Regions from separate parts of the Gossypium hirsutum genome. Here region 1 is linked to region 2. Evidence: chromatin contacts called from public Hi-C data. All regions are on one chromosome and are shown on one strand. The core of a region is the stretch at or near the end of the contact, and the rest is flanking DNA. Distances in the headings are between cores, read along the strand shown. Region 1 holds the start of LOC107891644 (glucomannan 4-beta-mannosyltransferase 2). Region 2 has its middle 21 kb from the start of LOC121220857.

Evidence for each region. Hi-C and Micro-C count contacts between places; a contact is called where the count stands out from the background.
Region 1: a Hi-C map of leaf shows a contact between it and region 2, with 2.5 times the contacts expected there. The contact joins the promoter of LOC107891644 here to the enhancer-like site in region 2. A contact is called at or near these places in 14 of 34 Hi-C or Micro-C datasets (callus, fibers, hypocotyl and 3 more).

The regions. Positions count from the first base shown.
Region 1 is chrD09:37,442,374-37,448,017 of Gossypium_hirsutum_v2.1, reverse strand. It overlaps LOC107891644 (glucomannan 4-beta-mannosyltransferase 2), which reads right to left and starts at 2,983. Exons shown (of 8, transcript XM_041100521.1): 1 at 2,289-2,983; 2 at 2,108-2,206; 3 at 1,711-1,963; 4 at 475-585; 5 at 3-253. The coding sequence starts at 2,618.
Region 2 is chrD09:37,388,417-37,394,093 of Gossypium_hirsutum_v2.1, reverse strand. No RefSeq gene overlaps it. Among protein-coding and RNA genes, the nearest start is that of LOC121220857, 21 kb to the right of the region's middle. Within about 2 kb of position 2,008, at least 4 of the 9 cell types and tissues checked have an H3K27ac peak or open chromatin away from gene starts, as enhancers often do. A contact at or near this core is called in hypocotyl and leaf, where this site is marked.

The sequences.
Region 1 (5,644 bases), core at 1,734-4,233, 53 kb before region 2:
ACCTTGTTTTGAATGATTTCCCACACCATTTTCCTGAAGAGATTAGCAGGGCCACAAGACCATCGATGCTGCTGGAATCGAAATGCCTTAAAAGTACTAGGAAGTTCACTTTTCACCTGAAGGTCACCCAGGTAAACGAATTTCCATCCCCGGAGACTCGCTCGGACCGCCAGGTCCATGTCCTCCACGGTGGTCCGATCCTTCCACCCACCTGCCTCATTAATGGCCGCAATTCTCCATATACCAGCCGTCCCTGCATTCATTTTTTTATGTGATTCATTACACTCGTTTATGAATAAATGACTTAGTAACGACATCTTAACCGACACTAATTCTGAGTTTGTCCAATTCAATGCTACATATATTTTCTTAGTTTCCACTCACTTTCAAACACCAACACACCTCTCTCTTTTTAATACATGGCAAAGTCACCATCAGACTGATAGACCAAATTAATGCATCATATATGTATACCATTAAAACCAAAGAAAGCATGTGTTGCTGATCCAACTTCCTGCTCCACTGTGAAATGGTAATCCAATGACATCTCTTGCATTCTTGTTAACAAACATTCGTCAGCATTCACTGCAAAAACAATGTACCATCGATGAATATCATGGGATTTAATTTAAATGTCTTAAAAATTATTATATTTGTAATTAACATAATTAACAAAATATAAAGCCGTCTAGACTTTTTTTGTCCTCTTTCGGCTCAAATGATAATGTGACAACACGAGGGGAGCATACAAAATCTATGCAACTGACTCTCCTATTTTTATAATAATTTTATTAATTCCTTTGCATCCAATTACTACTATTTTTTTAATTTCAAAGAGAATGGAAAATATCCGACTTTAAGAAAATATCCAAGTGTCGGCAAAATGGAGTAAGGTCCACCGCATATGGATATAGTACTGCCCGCATCTTAAACTTTACGCTGGGACCCAATTTTTTACTTGAAAAAGTTAAAAAGGCACGTGGAAAGTGGAGTGGCTGTTATTTGGTTCTAAATGACAAATTTAACCTCCAGGGCCACTGGGGGACCTTTGCTCTTGACCACGTGACCCGTACAATCTGGTTCGTTGATCAAAAGAGCAAAATCCCACCGTTTTTTGTTCTTTTTTATTTGAAAATGACGAAACCACCCTTGCAAGTCACATGCTATTGAAAATTAACTCTATGTTTTCTATTAGCCCCAAAAAAAATTAGTAATCTCTAACCCATACAGAAAAGATGGGCAGATTTTAAATCCATATTGGAATTGTGGAAGTAATAATTACTAAACTAACCAAATATTTATATGCTTACTAGTACTACCATTAATATAATTGATTAGGTGTTATGATACTATTTCATATTCTCAAAGATGGGTCCCATGAACAATGATGAAGAAAGGGTGGCTTAGGGCAAATAGGGTCCACACCCCCGTGATTGGTGGGTTCTTCTTGTGGACCCATCCCTTTGGCCAGCTTCCCATGCAGTCTGCAACCAATTCCGCCGACAAAAAACCAAAACCCAATTACAAAGATAAAAATGACCTAAACAGAGCAACCAAGATAATAAGCCCACCGACAGTCTGAGAAATTTAAGCACCAAAGCTAACCCAAAATTATAAATGGTAATTAAATTTAATGTATTAATTTTGGTTGTCTTCTGTTATTAGGCGGTTATGGATATGGTTGTGTTACGGTTTAGAGTTTGTGCTTACCAAATCTCCACCGGGCTTGAACCAGAGCAATGTCAGGGTTGTTGACCAGAAATGGGATGCTGCGTCTAAGGAAATCGGGTTCAGGCCTGAAATCAGCATCGAAAATGGCCACGTATTCGCAGTGTTTAACGTAGCTTCGTTTTAACCCTTCTTTCAAAGCTCCGGCCTTGTAACCCGTTCTATTTTCCCTGATTTGGTACGTTATGTTGATGCCTTTGCTCGCCCATCTTTGGCACTCTTGCTCAACCATCAACTGCAATCATAAGGGGGGGGGGGTAATTATGGCGATTCAATTGCATTATCATTTTTGGGTGAGGAAATTAAGGACACAAAAATGGTATCGGGAACTGTTTTAAAAGTGACTGGTTTTGACTTTAGGTAAGATATTGGTTTTTACCTTGATTGCAGGGTCAGTTGAATCATCAAGTACTTGGATCACGAGACGATCCGACGGCCATGAAAGTCCACAAGCTGCTCCAATGGAGATCTTGTAAACCTGTTCCAATACCCAACGTCAACAACAAAAAACCTAGAAATGAAAAACACCAAAAATGAACAAGAGAGGAGAAAAAACAGACTTCTTTTTCATTGAACATTGGGATTTGGATTAAAACGACGGGGAAATTAGAGCTACCGAGTTCCACATCATCTTGAATGAGCTCAAATTTGTAACGCTTCTCTGGTTTTTTCCAGAAAAGCTTAACCAGGATAATGACTATGCCCATGTAGACCCGCTCCATGAAGAGCATGAGGGACATGGCCAAGCAAATGTAGACGCCCAGTTGCAGCAAGGGAACTATCAATGGCGTTTTGATTAGCTCCCAAATCAAACCCAGTTGGCCCGTGATGTCATCTCTCGACACTTGAAACGACTCCGGGATCAGCAGCTTCGGTGAAATTTGAGCCATCGCCTCCCTCTCTCCCACTCACTAGTAGAACAAAAAAAAAAAAAGAAACCAAGAAAACGGGTGTCGGCAATGGCGTTTTTTTTCTTTTTTTTTTTATAACATGGAAAACTAAGAGACCCAAATGAAATTTGCCACTGCTCTCCTCTTTACTCTCTCGCAAAACATGTGCCACCCAATGTAGCTTCCGTTTTGTTTGAAACAAAAAAGGAGAGAGAGGCTGGCTGTGTGAGGAAGAAAACAGGGCAATAGATGGATAGGTAGATAATGAGAGAGAGAAATAGAAAGTGTTTTTTATAGTCGCATTTGGTCCTTTTTTGGGACTCCTAATTTTTACTCTCTTCCCCCTATTAATTTTCTTTTGGAGTTACATACATTTTTTTTTTAGGGGGGTCACCATAAAAGTTCAGTACATTAACTGTTCCAACTAGACGACTGAATGGAGACCTTTATTAGTTCAGACAACCTAACAACTTTGTAAAACCAAGTTTTAATTCTCTGTACTTCTTCCTACTTCTGAATTTTATCTACCTTCAATTCCTGAAATTTAAAAAAGTCCAAAGAGTGCAGGGACTAAGGACAAAATTAGACCATAGCAAGCTTGGTGTTGATGACCATAAAGAGGACATTTTTGGCATACTGAGTTACTGAAATAACCTTCCAAGAATGTGAACACACTGTTCACTTTTTAAAGATATGATGTGGCATTTAGCAATTGAGTGGGGTGGCAGAAGCCAAAAACATTCAACACTTTCACCTTGGAAAATTGGCATTAACTGCCTTGACCTAAAAGTTAAAACCCAAAGTACCAATAAGAGAAGGTTGGAGGAGGAAGGTTTAAACTCCCTCTTCAGGCAAGATTATTAGTTAAATACCTGGATTAGTTTGTTTCCCCCTTTCCCTCTTTAGGAATCTTGATTTCACTCCCTCTATCATTGCTAATCTTTACAATTTCATCCTTCTATTTTAATTTCACATAATTTTATAACTAAATTATTTCAAATTGAATCGACTTAAGGGACTAAAAACCATAATTAGACCTAATCACCCACTTTTAATGAGTCACCATCCCCAAAATCATTCTTCAGTTTTCACTCTTTTTTGTTATGATTGGAAAGAGATTTTATTTTTTTCCTTAGTGCTTTAAAAAGAAGAAATTATAACATAAATATTATATAAATTAAGAGGTTGCCAAATAAAATGATCTTTAATTAGTTACTTACTAAGTATATGGCATGATTTTACTAATTATAAATGCTATTTTAGAATAAGAGGTAAAACATTTACTTCATGAGCCAAACAAAGTAACTATTCTTCCATATTAACTTATTTACTTAAACCAATTGTTGCCTTCTCACTTACCCTTTGAGTGGATTCTTCTTATTAGGCAATGATGGCTGAATCAAATCTTTTTTGCCTCATATATTTCATAAAATCTCATTTGGGACCCAAATTCTATATATATACCTTTTATTTATTATGAATGAATTTTATCAATTTTGATTCATTCTTATTGACTTTAATCCACCTTCATTCAACTAAAATGAAGAAAATTATACTGGTTGTGCTTGAGATGAATAGTATGATTGCAATTCAATTGATTCAAAATGAGTCACTTGTGTACCACCATCCAGCCGTGTTACAAGAGAGAGTAACCAAGTAGCCAATGGACCGACAATAATGACATTTTCATGGTATTTGGGCATGTACAGCTATATGCAACCCCTAGATAAAAGTCTTCAAAAGCTAACGATGATTGCTCTGGAATAACCTGGCTCCACTTAGTCTAGTTATGGTTTTATCCTTATTAATGATTAAGAATAATCTAGTAAAATATGCTGAAGATAATTTATAACCGAATAATAAAATTTTACGGTCTAATCAAATGAAATAGTATAATATATTCCATAATATATTTATTTTGTATATAAATTGTATTTTGTACTCTTTTTTTTTGTTTCTTTAAGATATCTGTACGAGTTTTAAAATTGTTTCATACTCAGGGAGATGATCGAACCTTCAAACACTAATTAAAGTAGAAGAGACACTTATCATCTCACCTAACTCCTGTGGTTGTATTTTATATATTTATTGCAGAATAATTATTTAAGACATGGCATTCAATTGTCATTAATGGGACATCCAAGTGTGAAGTGCCTTTAGTGTAAAATCTTCCAAAGGTTGTTTTCATTCTAAAACATATGAAATCGAAATATTATGTACGAGTGTGTGAATATTTCACACAATAACCCTTTTGAATCGATTGTTTAATACTTTAAAATTAATCTTTTTTTTAATTGTAAAAACACTAAAATTCATTCACTTTATTAAGATCTCAATTAACATTCATTCTTCAACTATATTTTAATAACATTTTACCAAAACAAAATCAAATGTATTAATCTGACATTTATAGAATATGGTGTAAATTATGATTAGATTTGTTACAATCCGATTTTAAAAACTTTTTAATCCCAAATTTGAATTTAGCCCAACATGACTTAACTTGATGCCCCATTTTATTTATTAATAAAATATTAAATTATATTTTATATTAATATTTACAAATTCTTATAATTAATCTAAATTTACAAATATTTTATTATTTAAATTGAATTTGAGCTTAGTCAATTTGAAATAAATAAAAAAAAATTCTTCCCCAAACTCAATTTAGACTAGATTAAGTCAAGTTAGCCACTTCACCCATTATCAGACATAGGTACGTCCAACTATTACACATAATTGCATAAATGAGTTCAATTCTCTGATTTAAATCAATTTGATTTTTTTACTCAATTATTATGTCCATATTCATAAGTGGATTACTTTTAAATTTTTAGTTGATACTGATCTCGAATTTCATCTCTACTCTTATTTAAAAAACAACTATGAGAATTAGCTTGGTGTAAAGAAGAAAAGAAAGATGAAAATGATCATTGGATGCATTTTTTTTATCAAATAAATTATTTCATAAAGAAACGGGGAATTGCAACAAAATAGGAATAAAATCCCATATAAATAGAGGCCAA
Region 2 (5,677 bases), core at 759-3,258:
GCATGTTTGTTTTACTGTGCATGTTTAGAGTTTGTGGCTACTCCTTTCAACAATATTATCTTTAAAGTTTGAATCTATGTTTTCTCCTTAAACGTACAATGTATCTTACAATCTCAACTATTAATATTATTTATTAAACTCAATTTTCAAATTTATTGATGAAATGCAAATCCAATTCGTCTTCTTGTGTCATTATCCTTTCGTTAGAATTGAAGCCAAAAATTGAAGAACACCAGTACTGAATCCATTAATATTAGAGATAGGATTTGGCATGATTTTGTTGTCCCTTAACACCCTTGTTTTTTCAAAGAAAAAAATACTAGTAAGATGCCAAGTTCCTAATTCCTAGACATATAATATTAGTAAAAAAACAGAAATATTAGTAAATTCCTAGAAGTGCAAAAATCTTGATTAATTTGGGAAAGAAAAACATGACAGAAAGCTGTCATGTGTTAATGTCAATTAGTAGTTTAAAAAAAACACACACACACACAAGAGATTTGACAGCAACCAAAAAGCTGTACCTATCGAATTGGTAAATCCATCACATGCTAACTTATTAAGACTTCCATGTTTTTAGGGTTTTACCATTTTCATTTTTCATCACCACATTGGCACATTCCACTTGTACATTATTTTTGGGTGCCAATCTGCTGCATTATACATATGTTAGAGCTTTTTTGATTATTTTGTGGATGACGCTGGTTGCTGTTTTTGTGGATGTGCAGAAGGAAATATTCTTCGTATACTTTGCGAGTGTCCCAAAGCTCAGAAAGTATGGAAGTAGTTCATTTCAAATTTAATTTACTCCAGATTTTTCTCCCCGTCACTTTTATCTTGGGTGAATGTTAATCTAAATTGAATTTGCAATTCATGTTAATTGGAATATCCTCTTCGATATACCATATTGGTTTGTATGGAAATGAAGGAATTCTTTTATTTTTGGAATTTTTTTCTCATAACTCTTGTATGCTTGTGGGATCGGCTTAGAATTGGGCTGTGAATGTTAAAGCTAATAGAGAACCAATGGTCAAGGTTAAAAACCGAATCAGACCAAGCACTTGGCAGCTACCAATAGCTGGTTGCATCAAAATGAACACATACGACGCAAGGAAACCTCATAGACTTACCTGTTTAGTTGGGATTGCTAGAGACGACCATGACAGATGGATATTTGGCTATGGTTGCAATATTGGGAAATGTAGTGATAAACAAGCAAAACTTTGAGCAATGTATAATAGACTTAAACTGCTTTGGTCTAAAGGGTGAAAAATGGTTGTCTTGGAATGTGATTGTTTAATTGTAGTTCAAGTAATCAATGGTGACTATAAAGGCGTAATGAACAGGGTATTGATATGCAGAATAAAAGAGCTTTGCGCTTGAGCAGGGGTGATTCGCATCGAGCATATTTACAGAGACGCTAATGGAGTGGCTAATGCCTTAGCGGGTAAAATGTTTGACTATCAATTGGATCTCCATGAGTTTGCTCCTCCTCCCCAACAAATTTATACTTTCGTTCTGAATAATTTACAATATGATATTGATGTAATTACTGTTCTAAAATTTATTACTCTTTGCTTTTTTTTAAAGAAAATTAATGGTTCAACAAAAATCAATAGTTTAATAATTTATATATAAAAAATTAATAAAAATAATAGTTCAAATTCATGTATATGTTAAGGTCTTAGTTTTTATAAAATTCGTAAGGATGAAATTTCTAAGCTATGATGTCTCCTATTACATCATGTGCTCAATTGAGTACTCTGTTGCATTATTTTATTTCAATTCGATTAACATGGCTCGGTAGGGTTTGAGTTTTGAATAATGAGTATATTTATTTGAGTTTTGGGGAAGTTGGGTTTGGAGAAAATTTTAATTAAAGTATTTTTGATATAAAAACCAACAACCCATCAACTTAACATATTTGGACAGACTCCTTGGCAAACTCCCCCCGGCTTTCACTCTCTTTCATTACCATATATGTTTGGGTCTAAGATCTGGTCCATTGAAAATTTGGACAAACAAAAGCCAGTTGGGTGGGTGGTTATGTTGCGGTATGAGTTGGGATTGGGCTAAGTTAAGTGAAGTTAGGCCGTGACCATATTTATGCTTTTAGTTTTTGCCGAACCAAGTATGCCTAATTTCGGCAGCGGCAAGTCCGCCACCTCTACCATTTAACTGCTTTAATCAAAGATTATATGTTATAAGAAAAGTTGATTGAGTTTTAATTTGATTGATATCGGTATTATTGTTAGTGTAGGAGGATGATAACTCAAGTGTGTCGAAGCGTATTATCCTCCTATTTAAGGGTTGAGAAGTGACTATAAGTGAAATTAGGCCGTGACCATATATTAATGTTGAAATATATTATAAGAAGAGATTCGTGTGGGTTTGATGATTATTCTTAGAGTTAATTAGTTTTTTTATGAATAAATTTATTACATTAGTTTTTCTTACATAAATATAATAATTAATAACTAAAATAGGGGGAAACTATTTATTCGCTTAGTAGGTGTTTCCCTATCAAACTTTTATTTTATTAATATGATAATATGTGGGGGATTAAAGTAAATGTTTTTAATTTTTTTTAAACATTGTCTTTTAATAAATTTTAAAATATTTGTCACACAAATTTTAAGTTGAATTTTGACTTGAAAATTCATAGTAAAATTTTATTGATAAATTGAAAAGAAAATTACAACCTCTGAAAGTTTCTTAAATACAAAGAAATCATTTGATTGTTCTCTCCAGTTTGACTTCGATCTAATGGTCGTCTGACTTGATCTTGGAAAGATATGGTTTGCTTCAAGGGTTGTTGAGACTTGATTTTGAAAACGGGTTCGGACTTCCTTTCTTTAGTTGAATTGGATCGAACAACAACTTTCAAAAGGTGGCTTTTCTTGAGAACTACTGCGACTTCCTTTAGATTTTTTTTCAAGTTCTTCATTTTTTTTCCAAAGATTTTTGCAAATATCCTCTTGACTTTTTGAACTTGTCAACTTATATTGAATGGCTTAGAGATGACCCATTTTGTAGTGTCAATGAAGAGAGTTATAGTAGATTTTAACTTCTTCATTTGAATGTTCTACAAGAATTAAACTCTTTTATTTATTATTTATTATTTATCTCTTATTAATTTAATTAATTAGAGATAAAATAACCATATAATATTATCACTTAATTATGTTAATTTAATTTGTAACACCCCTCGCCTGACCCGATCACTGAATTCGAGCTACCGGATGCTACATTCATTACCGGAGCAACTATAGTCAAATACACAGTAAATGATCATTTACACATGCAATCCAATGTCAAACAATCAATTTTCAAGTCTTAATCAAGCTTACAAAATCTCTTTTGTTAACCCGAGCACAAAATATGACCAAATTGCAAAGATTTAAAAGTTCAGGGCTGACATCGTGACGTTGCCAAAATAGTGTGTCACGTCACGACTTCAAGCCACTCGACGTCATGATGTCACTTACTTTCGACTGACATTGCAACGAGGTAGGTTGTTCATCGAGACATGGGCCTTGTTTTTGGCAAAAATGCACAATTTGGTACTTATGCCAAAGTTTCCAACAAATCATTTCAAGATATTCACCAAATACCAACTTCAATTGATTCAAAACATACCAGTAACATACCAAACACATTAAAACACTCAAATTCAACTTCTTAACAAGACATTTACTCCATATACATCAATTAAACATAAGCATTTCAATGTCATTAAGGCATGCCAACCAAGAAATACCTATCCTTACCTATGCCAAATCTATCAAAACATACCATTTCACTTTCAATTCATACACAATTCATTCATAAACACTTCTATGACATTAAACATGAACAAAATTGACCATTCATCAACATATACCTCAAGCAAAATCATCAAGCATACCATTTCAATGCATACATCAACTCTTTTCACAATCTTTAATATGCCATTCTTTTACCTCTTTTCACAATCTTTAATATGCCAAGTTCAAATAGATACATGTTTCACCAAAACACTTATATACATGCCACATTCTTTGACTCAAAATGATCAAATAGGTACTAATCCGGTGATAGGGTAGTCTGAGCTTCGAAACGATCTGGCTTGACGTGTTCCACAAGGTGACAATCTACAAGGAAAAGGGAAAACAAACTAGGTAAACATATAAGATGCTTAGTAAGTTCAAATGGAAACTAGAACATACCTTGATCATTTAGGCATAATTAACTGATCCATTAAGCAATCATTCTAACTATCCTTTGGCACATCGTGACATATCTATACATATACCAACATCAAACAAATGCATTAGATGCCTTCTCAAATCATAGATAATTCAAACCCAAATCAAAGTTATGTAATCATCCATACACTAATATTGCCAAATACCATTTCATTTTCCATTCAATGGTTAAATTTATATTTTCAAAAAATTGAAAACCGCCCGGTAGAACTTTAGTAAAGCAGACTCAAATGCACGGGAGTGTAATGCTCACACAAGCTTATAGTATTTTAGAGTTGCTCACACAAGCTGAAGTTATAACCGGATTGCTCACACAAGTTGACATTATAATCGGATTGCTCACATAAGCTGACATTATATCGAGATTACTCGTTCGGGCTAAACCTACAATACGTTTAACTCGAGAATTTGCAACAAATGCTAGATCTTTTAATAACATGTAAATCCCTAATCAAATATATGTATAAACCTAATGGCATGCCACACATAACCTTTTACTAAGTTCACTCGGGCATTACTTTCGTATAAATGTCAATATCAAATCCTGTACATATTTCATTTTTCATTTACGAGGCATATAGCTAACCAATAATCATATTAACACCTTGTCTTATTTCCATACAACCAATATTTACACGAATATACAATTCAATCCAATACAAGACATTTGTGCCAAATTTCATAATTATACTCAATTCTAACAAGTATGTGTATATATATGTTAATTCAAGTATAATTCATACATAATTAAAAATACATAATCAGAACACCAAACAAGTTGAATCTTCAAGGACTAATCAACAATTTTAGTTTTTTCTCGATTATCTCTAATTTGTTTCAATTCTTAATCTATACAATTATTCATTCAATTCATCAATACTAAACATTGATACATTATGTCATGACATGTGTGAACTTATAAAAATCTCATTTTTCAAAACTATAAAGATTTACATTTTATTCAATTTAGTCTTTGAAATCAAAATAGCCATAACTTCCCATTTTGAGCCTCAGTTTAAAAATCGACTTCAATTACACCTCTTAAGGACTCTCTACTTCATATTTATACCGAAATTTCACATTTTATTTCATTTTAATCCTTATGTGAAAAACTAACAATTAAACTTTACAATCTAGTTTTTTTTCATGATATAAGCTTAAAAGCTATCAATTTAACACTAATTTCTTCAAGAAATCAACAATGAAAACTTTTAAAAATTTTAACATTTTTGCAAATTGGTACATGGTCTAGCTAAATCAAGTTCCCATGATATCAAAAAGATAAAAATTACAACAAAAGAAGTTAATTGAGTTTACCTAATGTTGGCCAAAAGTTGAAACCCTTTGGACGTGTTTCTTGTTTTTCCTATCTATGGCGAACGGTTCTTGAAGAAAAAGAAGAGAAAAATTCTCTTTCATACCACCAAAAT